Linked DNA regions of Sus scrofa: region 2 is linked to region 1. Evidence: chromatin contacts called from public targeted proximity ligation data. All regions are on one chromosome and are shown on one strand. The core of a region is the stretch at or near the end of the contact, and the rest is flanking DNA. Distances in the headings are between cores, read along the strand shown. Region 1 overlaps LOC100624559 (myomegalin). Region 2 overlaps NOTCH2 (neurogenic locus notch homolog protein 2).

Region 1 (6,404 bases), core at 1,843-4,342:
GATTCCAGAGTAAGAAATAATAGACTAAAATTATAAATATTGGCACATTATGGAAAATACATCCTTGGTCAAGTTAAAGTGATGGCATCTTTCTTCACTATGTTGGTGCAGGAAGAAGGGGCAAAGGGAACAGCGTTTTGAAGATACCAGTTTTCTTTTCTCATGTTCACCATCCTCCATCAACAGTATGAGTGGGAGGGGGGTGTCGTAAATACTGACACAGATGGCCCTACTGAACCTTACTCTGGTAGGTGTAAATTAAGAGGTATTATTTCCCATGATAAAAGAGTTTTGCTTCTTTTTTTTTTTTTTCCTTCTCTAGGGCTGCCCCCGTGGCATATGGAGGTTCCCAGGCTAGGGGTCTAATTGGAGCTGTAGCTTCCGGCCTATGCCAGAGCCGTAGCAACGTGGGATCCGAGCCGCGTCTGCAGCCTACACCGCAGCTCATGGCAACTCCATGATCCTTAACCCACTGAGCAAGGCCAGGGACCGAACCCGCAACCTCATGGTTCCTAGTTGGATTCGTTAACCACTGCGCCACGACAGGAACTCCAGAGTTTTGCTTCTTATGTATGCTTCATTTGTACTTTTTGAATGAATGGGTGATTTTATTATTTTTTAAAACTCATCAGCTTTGTTGTAAAGGGACTTTTTCCCCCCTCAGAAGGTCCACTGATGCAGTGATCTCTATTCTTTCTAGATTTGTAGATTTGAGAAGTGGGTTAAGTGCTTCTCATAAATTGCCTTATTTTGTCTTTATAAACCTACATGAAACAAGCACTGTCCCTATTTTCAAGTGAGGAAACCAGGACTCAGAAATTGTGACTTTTTGGAGGTCATGGAGTTTATGTACCATGATTACAAATCCTGGTGGGTTATCGGGTCATTTTGCTTACAAATGCCATATTCATATGTTGAGAAAAATTCATTCCTATATCCTTTCTCACTGATTACAGCGCCCGCCCCACCTTCAGCATCTCTGGGATGAATGTGACTAGAGCGGCAAATAATACTAGCCAGCATGTGTTGATCACTTTCGTGTGTCGGGTAGTGTTCTAAGTAGTGCAGTGTTATTGTCCTTAATGCTCATGGCAACTCTGTGAAAAAAGCATGATTATTACCCCAGTTTACAAGGGAGGAAATAAAAGCACAAAGAATAACAAAGGAACTTACCCCTCATCTCATAATGTGAGCCTGGACATAACTGTAATTTTTGTGACCTAAAATAGTGAGCACTTCCTAGGTTAGTGGTAATGCAAGTGCTGCCTCATGGGGGACTGGTGTGGTGAGCTCCTCCAATTTATAGCCAGGCACAGAGTGCAGTTCTGTCTTCCCTGGGTAACCTGTAAGTCCGATTCTGTCTCCCAGTGTCATCCATCACGTGCTTTCTATTCCATGAATTCTGAACTTCTTGCAATTCAGAGTTGTTTCACTCTTCCAAGTCTTTGTCCCGCCTGTTCCTTCTGCCTAGAATACCTTTCTCTCCTATTCTTTACCTGGTCAAAACTTACTCATCCCTCAAGTTTCAGTTCACATCCCGGGTTTTGTTTTTTGGTGTTTTTGTTTTGTTTTGTTTTTTGTTTGTTTGTTTTCTGTTTGCTTTTCTTTTTAGGTTTCTTTCCCTAACTCTCCAATCTCAAAATATATACTCTGACTCCAGGCAAATCAAGGGCAGAAAACCTCTTGTTTATCCCTTTCTAATGTTTAGAACCTAGAGTACACAGGAAGTGCTCAGCAGATGTTTATCAACTAAGCTAAACTTGTTGAAAAGTATTGGTTTGGTGTTTTGTTTTTTTGTGTGGTTTTTTTTTTGTCTCTTTGTCTTTTAGGGCTGTGCCTGTGGCATATGGAGGTTCCCAGGCTAGGGGTTGAATTGGAGCTACAGCTGCTGGCTTACACCACAGCCACAGCAACACCAGATCCGAGCTTCATCTGTGATCTACACCACAGCTCATGGCAACGCCAGATCTTTAACCCACTGAGCAAGGCCAGGGATCAAACCTGCATCCTCATGGATGCTAGTCGGGTTTGCTAACCACTGTGCCACGATGAGAACTCCAAAAAGTATTGTTGAAGATTGAGTGTTATGTTGGATTTGTATTCCTGCTAGCCTCTACTCGGTATTCATTGAGTGTATTTACAGTAAATAAAATGATTCTATGGAGGGTATTGGTATATTAATTAATTGTTTAGGATAGATAACTGAGAAGTCGAGTATATTTATTTATTTATTTATTGTCCTTTTGCCTTTTATAGGGCTGCTCCTGCAGCATATGGAGGTTCCCAGGCTAGAGGTCTAATCGGAGCTGTAGCCACCAGCCTACACCCCAGCTCACGGAAACACCGGATCTGTAACCCACTGAGAAAGGCCAGGGATCAAACCCGCAACTTCACAGTTCCTAGTCAGATTCGTTAACCACTGAGCCACGACGGGAATTCCTAGTATATTTATTTTTAATAGTGAGTTTAAAGGGAGATAACTTTCTACCTAAACTGGGATGATAAAATTATAAATGTTAAGTAAGGAAAGAAAGCAGAGACCTTTTAGAATATTTGACAGGATTTATTAAGATCATATTAACAGCTAATAATAATACTTATTGAGTGTTTATTATACACTAGGTACTTTTTAGACGCTGAACATATTTTATTTCAGATCTTTATAGGTTCATTTTCCTAGCTTATGAGATAGGCATTATATTACATCCATGATATGAGAAAAGAGACCAAGACGCAACCTGAAGAAAGCTGTGCAGTAAAGTAGCAGAGCTACGATAAGTCCCAGAGTCAAGCTTCTTGGAAAAATAAGAGGACCGTTCAGAGAAGGAGAGGTTTACATTAATGAAACGTGTGCAATTTGGGTTCATGCAGCGAATCAAAATGGCAAATGCTATAGAAAAGTCATGGAGGGGTGGGGGTTTGTGGCCTTAAGGCCTAGAGAAGGCCTCCACTGCCCTCTCTGTTTACACATTTTTAATAATGTTGTCTTTAACATGAAAGTGCCAGCAAAATCAGCTGCAGTATTTGCTTAATCATAGTCTGAAGCTAGCTTTTCCTGGCAGTCTGAGTCCAACCACAGTGAGTCAGTCTGTTGAGGCCCCACCCAGCCTGGCAAATTTTTCCACTTGGGCCTTGGAGTCTGGGGGGCAGGGGGCAGTGAGTCCTAAAAGGGACTTTTCTGCCTTTATGGAGATCTGAGTTATCATGGCCTGGGTTTCTGTTCTGGTTTAGGTGGGTCTGGGTCATGTCAATGCTGCCTTTAGGCCCAGCTATTTCAAGTACTTCTTGAGTTTCTCTGTAATTACAGCCTTGGGAAATGCATGCCACTGGTGAAGTGAATTTTCTTTCTTCCCTTTTTTTAAGCTCCTCAAACTGCAGTGCCCCAAACAGACTGGTTTTGATTTCACTAGTATCTTGAGACTTTCAAAAAGTTACTAGGTGAGAAGGAAAGGGGGTAAATTCTAAACTTTCAGCTATCGTAAGCACAGGATTTTTTTCTTATTAAATGTAACTTTTCAGAAGGATTCCACACAGTCATTCCACCAAACCTGGGCAACCATTTTCATTCCTAAGCAACAGTGCCAAAAATAGGCATCAAATCAATTACTTATTCTTAAGAACTATGAGTAAAAGGAATGATTCAAGTGCTGTAGAGGACACAGAGAGGTATACACTCTGATAGAGGACCTAAGAAATTTAAATTATACAAAATTTAATTTAGGAGTTCCCATCGTGGAGCAGTGGTTAACGAATCTGACTAGGAACCATGAGGTTGAGGGTTCGATCCCTGGCCTTGCTCAGTGGGTTAACGATCCGGCGTTGCCGTGAGCTGTGGTGTAGGTTGCAGACGCGGCTCAGATCCCACGTTGCTGTGGCTCTGGCGTAGGTCGGTGGCTACAACTCCAATTAGACCCCTAGCCTGGGAACCTCCATATGCCACGGGGGCAGCCCTAGAAAAGGCAAAAAGACAAAAAAAAAAAAAAATTTAATTTAAATAACATCTAAGTCACCAGTGGAATGGATTACAAGATTAGAATAATTGCCAATCAAATGTATGTCTTTAAAACCTCAATGTAGGACAAAACATTTTTTCCTAATTTGTATTCATACATATATGTAAACCTTACAAAGTTATAAATATTGACTCACATTTGGTTATACAAAGTAACTTTATCAAAAAGAATGAAATTTTAAAAATTGAACAACCCTGAAAATTCCAGCAGATGTGGTTACTAACACAGAAAAGACCACTTTTACAGAGAAAATGGCACTTGAATAATTCTTCTTATTTTTTTATTATCTCCCTTCTGTCCCCTTATTAGAACTTGGTTTCTTCTCCTCTTCACTGTAGGAAGAGAAGCTCTATCTTTCTTCCTGTGGACCCTGAGGAATTTCCATTCCAATGATAAAATGTTTAAATAACAAAAATAGGAAGTTCCCTTGTGGTGCTGTGGGTTAAGGATCCGGTGTTGCCGCTGCAGCTGTGGCACAGGCTGCAACTGTGGCATGGATTCAGTCCCTGGCTGAGAGAACTTCCACATGGTGTGGTGCAGCCAAAAAATAAAAAATAAAAAAAGTAAAATAAGAAAAATAATTATGTCAGTTACTGTTTATTGAGACAATGTGCAAACCTCTGTGAATGCACTTGATTTGCATTTTCTTATTCAGTTCTAAAAACAGTCTTTTAAGGTTAGTACAACCATTGTTTTCGTTTATCCAGAGAGGGACACTGAAGCTATGAGAAGACTGATTTCCAGTGATTGTTGGGAAGAACTAAAGCTGGGATTTTTTTTTTTTTTTTTTTTTTTTTTTTTTGCCTGTTGTCTTTTTTTTAGGGCCGCACCCGTGGCACATGGAGGTTCCCAGGCTAGGGGTGTAATCAGAGCCATTGCTGCCGGCCTATGCCAGAGCCCCAGCAGCACCAGATCCCAGCCACATCTGCGACCTACACCACAGCTCACGGCAACACTGGATCCTTAACCCACTGAGCTAGGCCAGGGATCAAACCCGCAACCTCCTGGTTCCTAGTCTGATTCGTTTCCTCTGCACCACGACGGGAACTCCTAAAGCCGGGATTTTAACTGCAGTGTACTGATTCCAGAACCTGAACTCTCAGCCACAATTTCAGTACGCCTCTCTTTGGACAGCTGATCCCCTTATGCATCTGTTTGCAACCTAGGTACCAGGGCTGTTCGAGCTGTTAGATGCACAGTGATTAAGCATGAACACGTGAAAAGATGTGTGTTGAAGGATGAATGTTTATTCAGTATTTGCCTACTAAAAATATTAGAAATAATCTAATTATTCATCAAGGTGAGGATTGATTATTTCAGGCATGGTGTAAGCATACAAAAGAGTATCATAGAGCAATGAACTGACTTGGAAGGATGTTTATACTAACAATAACAAATTTAAGGTTAAACAATAATGTGAATATTCCATTAAATAAGACCTCATTTTGAGGAAGAAAAACAGAAATGTCTGGAAGGATATAAACCAAAATATGTATTGTGATTACCATGGGTGATGGGATTAGTCATGTTTTTTTTTGCCGCCTTTATAACTTTTTGAATTATTTGAATTTTTAATAATGTATGTTCATTTCATTTATTTAATCATTCAACAAATATTTCTAAAGTATTTTACTATGTTGTACAAAGCTTACTATGTACAACATAATGTCATAGGCACTGCAAATATAAGAATGGTTAGGCAGGCATGGTTCCTACCTCAGAGAGTTTACAGATGAGCCAATTACAACAGAAGGTAATGATTACAATAAAAGCAAAGAGTTCTTCACATTATACAGCTGGGCCCCTAAACTCGGTCCAAAGGGCAGGAGAATTCAGGATACATTTCCTAAGGAAACTAAGAATTGGCCACTAATATGGGCTGGGAGTCGAAGAATGAACATTCCTTGAAGAGAAAACAGTGTAATCAAGATTTGTATAAGAGAAAGAACTATACTAAGTTAATATCCTAGAGCATGGGTGCTAGGAATTGAGGCTGGATTGCAGGGGGGTGGCGCACATAAGGGCTTTGCAGGTTATGCAAAGGCTTTTAAATTTTACTGGAGCCTTGTGGGAACTGCCGAAAGCTCTTAAACAGGGAGGTGTCATGATCAGATTTTCCTTTCAGACACATCTTTTTGGCCTCTGTATGGACTCTGGATTAGAGGAGTCAAGGGTAAGGCGGAGAGGGCATTTAGGAGGCTGCTGTGGTATTTGAGGCAAAGGTTGGTGGTGATGACAGTATAGCAGTGAGACGCATGGGTGGATGCCAGTGAAAGAGATTTCAGAGGCAGAAGTGACAGGACTAAGTGACTGATGGATGTATGACCAGTGAGGAAGAGAAAGCCCAACTATAACCTTCCACCAATTCCTCTCTCCATTTCCACCCCAGGC
Region 2 (6,404 bases), core at 1,481-3,980, 190 kb before region 1:
CCCTAGCCAACAGGGCAGAAGCTTAAAACATTTTTACTGTGATCTACAATAAAAGTATTGTAAGTCAGAACTCAATATTCACATATATATGTACAAAGCCAAAACAAAAATGTCAAGAAATAATGTTTACCTTACCTTGTGATTTTTCTGTTCTACTCCATTTTCCCCCCAAAGTGCTATTTGAGACCTACCAGATAGGTTCCATGAAGCATTACTGATCACAATCTGCAGTTTTTTAAAAAAGCATGGTAGTAAAGAGTGTGGCCTTGCAGTCAAACAGACCTGGATCCACCATTCACCAGATGCATAATACTGAGCAAGTACCAACCTTTTTTAAAGTTTACATTTTTTAGGTCAAGATGAAAACACCAGGGGTTGTTCTAAAGATTAAATGGGATAATGACTGTAAAACACTTAGCTACCCTTGATAAAAAGCACTAGTGATGATTAATAAATTCAAAGGTTCCCCCAAAAAAGTAAAGTAAGTAGAAGGAAGCTAGGAAAAGAAACCAGCTCACCTGCAAACACCAATGACCAGTAGGACTGGTATCTGGTTAATCCTGGTCTATCATGGAAGTTTCACAATAGAAGCACTTTTATGTGCCTTCTTCACAGTATCCCCTAACCACTATAACATTCACGGTTTTGCTGAGTGAATTAATACATCTGGAAGCTCACCTCGCCACACATTGGAGGAGCTGTGAAAAGATCCCAACTAAGCTTGCATTGTTCCCTCTGCCCCCAAACTCAAACACCTGAGGTTGCCCTAAGCCAAAGAGTCTTAAAATGTAATTCCCCAAATAGCAGCAACATCACCTGTGAACTTGTCAGGAATGTGAATTGCCAGGTCCCATGCCAAGCCTACAGAATCAGAAACTCTGGGGGTGGACCCAGCAATCTGTATTCTAACAAACCCTCCTACAGAATCAGAAACTCTGGGGGTGGACCCAGCAATCTGTGTTCTAACAAACCCTCCAAAACTTGATGCACATTCAAACTGGACAACTACTATTCCAAACAGTGACAGCATGGACCTTATAGCAATACCTGGGAGCTATATGTATAACAAAAGGGACTTCTGTTAAGTTCACTTGTCCTAGAGACTACTTACTCAGCTAGTTCAACCAAGACTCTTTAGAGCCAGCTATAACCTTCAAGGAAGTTCTCAAGAATTACTGCTTCTCCTCTTCTTCTTCTTGGTCTTTATTTTCCCCCTACACCCGTGGCATGCACAAGTTCCCTGAGCTAGGGATCCAACCTGTGCCACAGCAGTGACAATGCTGGATCCTTAATCCGCTGCACCACCAGGGAACTTCCTGCTTCTCTTCTTCTGCTTCCCCTTACCTCACCAAAAGGAGCCTAAACTGGACAAAGAAGCACAATGCCTCACTCTTAGAAGAAATATAAAACCTATTTCTTAATGGCCCCCTATCTACACACATTCCCTGGGCTCACACTGTCCCATACCAAGACTTCTGACCACAGCTCAGAGTGTTTCCTGAAACTCCACATCAGCTCTCAAACAATGAGCTAGGTCTCACAGCCAGTCTGCCCACAGACAGACAATGCCATGTACTTTCAGACTGGTACTGCAGTTACATGGCACTGCCCTACCAATACTCACCTCGCATTTGACCACTTGCCAAATCAATGAGAACTATTAAGCATCCATTCTGTGCACAGATATTCATGCTCCAGAAATAAGATAACCAAATATTTAAACACCAGAATTAAAGTATGTAGTGTGTTGTTAAACCAAAGAATACATCTGTGTCACTAGATTAAGTCTATTCCTTCAGAATGTCATGGAAAAGTTCATTCATTTCTATACCACCTTATTTCCCAAAAGGCACCTTAGTCAGAAGCCCTGCAATGCCATACAACTCTGGTTAAAAACAAAACAAAACAAAAATCAGAGAAAACACGAAGATTTTTACCAAAAAGCAAAAACGTAACTACCTTCTTTCCACTCTAAGAACCACTAACATACCTTCCAAAGGCAAAAGGGTACCTTTTAAAAACAGAAAGATTCTCCCATTTCTGCCAATAAAATAATGATCTAGCTATATACCAAGCAAGAGACAGAAGACCTGGCTTTGGTTCTCCAGCTATCCCTGGTACCTACAGTGTGAGTCTGGATTCAGTCTCACAGGGTCTCTGCCTCAGTCTCCACAAACGAGAGATGGTCTCAAAAAATGGTCTCATAAAAGATAATGCACAAGAAAGTGCTCCGTAATCTATTAGATATTGTCTTGTCAACCTGCCAATTTATTCCTGTGAACTGATTCCTTCCCTCCAACTCACAGCGACCAAAATGATTTATTTTACAAAGTGTTCATGAGTTATTTGACAGCAGGTGTAAAAAAAAGTCAGAACTAGAAAAGATACTGAATACTTTCACACACACAAAACAGTCTGAAGTTATAGATATAAAGGGTTACAACAAAAAAATGGGTTAGAAAAATGACCCATAGTACATTGCCTTTCCTGGTTCTGGCAAAAATTTGAGCTGGAAAGGCAGGGTATTTAAAAAGGAAAATGAATGACAAACAAGAAATAAAGAATTATTTCAAAATCTCACGAAAGGGTAGTTTGAGAACAAGGGGTCAGGGAAGACTATGTTTTTGTAAGGTCTGACTTGCCCTTTGCTGTGGGTACACTGTCTTTTCATGTGGCCCCAAAGGAATAGTTGAGCCATTGTTGTTGTTGATAATGATGAGCAGATGCTGATGGGATGATTACACATCAACAGTTCTCAGCCTTAGGTCTTGTGTAATTGGGTGTGTCGATCTATGTCACTCTACAGATGGTTATTAAACCAGTTACAACTTCCCTAAATCATTTCACTAGACCTGAACAGCATTCTAGATAGTTATTCTCTGGTACCAACTGAGAAGAGCCACTACCATAAAAAAAAATTTTTTTTAAATAGTTCCAAGGTTTAATCCCTCTTCCTCCCAACACACATACATACACACACACACACACACACACACACACACACACACACAAAGTAGGGATGTCTGTTTAATTCAAAAATCCAAGTTATCAAATTTGAAATTTAAAATTTACCAAAACCATAAATATTTCTTTACTGCAGTGAACATAACAAATTCATTTATTTCAACCTGTCTTGAATAAAAAATATAATCAATTCCCAATTTTCCATCAACAAATGGTATGTGTTCTGGATAATCCGTGTGCCTCAGGAACAAGAACAATCCTGCTATCAAAGCTCTCCTCTGGATGACAGAGCCTGGGGAAACCTAGCTCTCATGATACACAACTGCCAAATTCTTCCTAGTGAGAGAGGTACATCACTGCAATGGGGCTTGATGACAGTGGCCTTTATGGAGAAAGCTCTCAGCTGACCACAGGGCATGGCTGGCCAAATGTCCAACTGGATTGCTGGAGAAGACAAAATGGTCCATTTGGCATTCTGTTGATACTGAGATGTCAAACCTTCAACTAACCGGCCACTCTTGGCAGTAAGCTTTCCTACACCACATACCTGAGAGAACGTTTGTTAAGATGGCTCCCTTGAATGAAAACCACAACTTGTGAAATGCACTACTGTGGAAAAAGCAAGCATACCTTTACATACAGATAGACATAAACAAGCCACAGATTCATATAAGCTTTTAGCCTTAGAATTAGTAAGCTAAACTGAAGTGCATTGCGTGAGTTTCATCATTTTTCTTTCTTTCCCCATAACCATTTGGCAGAGTTAAAATTTTAGCCATCATGCATTTTCTTCCCTAAAATGCATCAGTTACAGTTCCCACAGAAGCTAGCTATGCATTTCCTTGTGGGTGTATGCGTAAAACTACCATAACAAAACATTTTCTATTTCCTCATTTTGATTAAAAGGAAAGAAGAAATGCTAAAGTGCACTTACATAAGTGACAGTGCAAAACTGACACGCCTATCTGTATACATAATTTATAATCTGTTTAAATTTAAGGTTACGATAATAAGGAGAGAAGTGGCAAGAGCATGAAATAAAACTACATTAAGGAGTAGCCCGTGCTATATGCTCTTGAGAGATTTAAGAGAAACTTGAATGAACAACAAAGTCACTTCAGGCCACTCAGGAAGAACTAAGACTCAAGACATTAAAAACAGCTGAGGGAAAGAAAATACTAAGAGATACATACCGAGAACATAAAATGCATGTGAGGAGTTCCCATCGTGGCTCAGCAGACACAAATCTGACTAGCATCCATGAGGACGCAGGTTCGATCCCTGGCCTCACTCAGTGGGTTAATGATCCGGCATTGCCGTGTCCTGTAAGTCGAAGACAGGACTCAGATCTGGTACTGCTGTGGCTGTGGCATAGGCCAGTGGCTACGGCTTCAATTAGACCCTTAGCCTGGGAACCTCCTTATGTTGCGGGTGTGGCCCTAAAAAGACAAAAAATAAAATAAAATAAAATAAAATAAAATAAAATAAAATAAAATAAAATAAAAAAATAAAAAATAAAATAAAATGCATGTAAATGAACATGACATTATGGACTCATTGATAGAACATGCGGAAGTTGTGATGGGTTAAGGTGAGTTAGCCCCATTCTCCAGCCTCCTTCACTATGGGTCAACATTGCTGTCTAGGCAGCATGGACTACTGGTTACTGCAGGCACAGAAAAGCTTTAGGAAAAGCTAACTGACCCATTTGAGGAAAGAATCCTCAACTTCTGCTTCACTGCTGTCATGCTGTAACTAACACAACTAATCAACAGACAATCTTTTCATATCATGGGGAACAGAACACAGATTTAGGGACACTATGGAGCAAGCAATGTGCTATAAAGAAACAAAAACTGCCCTAGAAACTAGACCTGAGTTCTAATCATGTTTTACTATGTACTCACACCATGGGATCTAGAGGAACTCTCTTAAGCCATTTGAGACTTACTGTTCTCATCTGTAAAAATAAAATATCACCAGCCATCCCTCTTTAGCAGATTTCATTTGTAGCTCAAATAAGATCATATTTATAAAAGTAATTATAAACCAGAAAGCACTACTTAATGTAAAATATTCTTATGTAAAATTCCCAATCCAAAATTCTGTGAAAAAGAAAAACTTCACCATCTAGCCCAAAAATGATAAACTATTACATGATTCAAATTAGGTCATATATACCTATGAGACCAGCCTAAATGGAGCTGGGTGTCAGGCTGATATAACCAACTTCAACAAGTCTTTTTTTAATATTTTCCCACTGCTTCCCTAGTGTCTCAACAATGCTCAGGAATTACAAGCAAGAGTGATAATCTCCTACACCACCCCTAGCCTTCTCTAAGCACAGAAATCTGACATATGCCACTTCACATGCCTGATTAGATAAGCTTTCCCAATGCTGAAAGCCAAGTAATTCTAACATTTCAAACCTGATGGCATGAAGACTCAGGAGTGAAAGATGGAAACAAATAAGCCAGCCAAGTAGATCCTCCTTACAAAGTTCTCTAGCTTTGATATGAAATACTAAATAATTTCTTTCTATGAACCAACTGCTTCTGATGTGATAGATGCAAGATGCTGCAAACTGAGCAGACAAAGGGTTACCAAGGCTTTTAATTCACACACAATTAATCCTGCAAACTCTAAATTGCTAGATGATGGTGCTTCAGTCTGTTCTTCAGGTGATCCCAATCTTGCCTTGGCAATGAAGCAGAGTCCAAAGGGGATCATTAAAAGAAATTAAGACAAAGCAGGTTTGGAGACAAGTATTCCCAGACTACGTCTTCCAAAGGAGGAATTGCCATGAATCTAATGAAGTTTAAACTTTAGAGCCCCCTGCACTTGAGCACCTTTCTGTGCCAAGAACCATGCAATTTAGTATGCTGTTTCCAATATTTACAAACAATCCTGTGGGTTAGTTATTACTATTATTCCTTTTATATAAATCAGAAAACTGAGACTTAGAGAAGTTAGGTGGCTTGCCCAATACTCTTAGCTAAGAATCAGAGCCAGGTCTAGCTGGTTCCAAAACTCACCAGCTACACTAGAGTAAACATCAAAATGTAGTTGGAAAGGTATCTAAAAATCATAAACAATCAGCCTTTATTATCATTTATCTCTCATTATCCTTCATACCCCTGGGCATTTTCTCTTTCACCATCCAACCGACAGCAAAAAACAACTAAACCTGAAGGAGAAAGTCCAGTATATCTGAAAAGACCTCCATGTCTGAACATGTATGTTTAGGGAAATGTTTTAAAACAGAAGGGATTAGCTATTGATGACAAACATGCTTCTCTCATCTATTAGTAGAGATGACCATCAACTTTCAGTATCAAAGGAGGTAATAAGGGAAAGGTTCACATAAAAGAAGAAAAACCAAGGTTATCCTCACACTTTTTCTGTGACAATATTTGTAGAAATGCTGCATACAGTTAATA

What was found.
Region 2: a targeted proximity ligation map of alveolar macrophages shows a contact between it and region 1. A contact is called at or near these places in 1 of 47 Hi-C or Micro-C datasets (embryonic fibroblasts) and 1 of 2 datasets of targeted methods (alveolar macrophages).

The regions. Positions count from the first base shown.
Region 1 is chr4:100,807,224-100,813,627 of Sscrofa11.1, reverse strand. The region is part of intron 3 of LOC100624559 (myomegalin); the gene reads left to right. Among named protein-coding and RNA genes, the nearest start is that of NOTCH2, 140 kb to the left of the region's middle.
Region 2 is chr4:100,997,862-101,004,265 of Sscrofa11.1, reverse strand. The region is part of intron 1 of NOTCH2 (neurogenic locus notch homolog protein 2); the gene reads right to left. Among named protein-coding and RNA genes, the nearest start is that of NOTCH2, 50 kb to the right of the region's middle.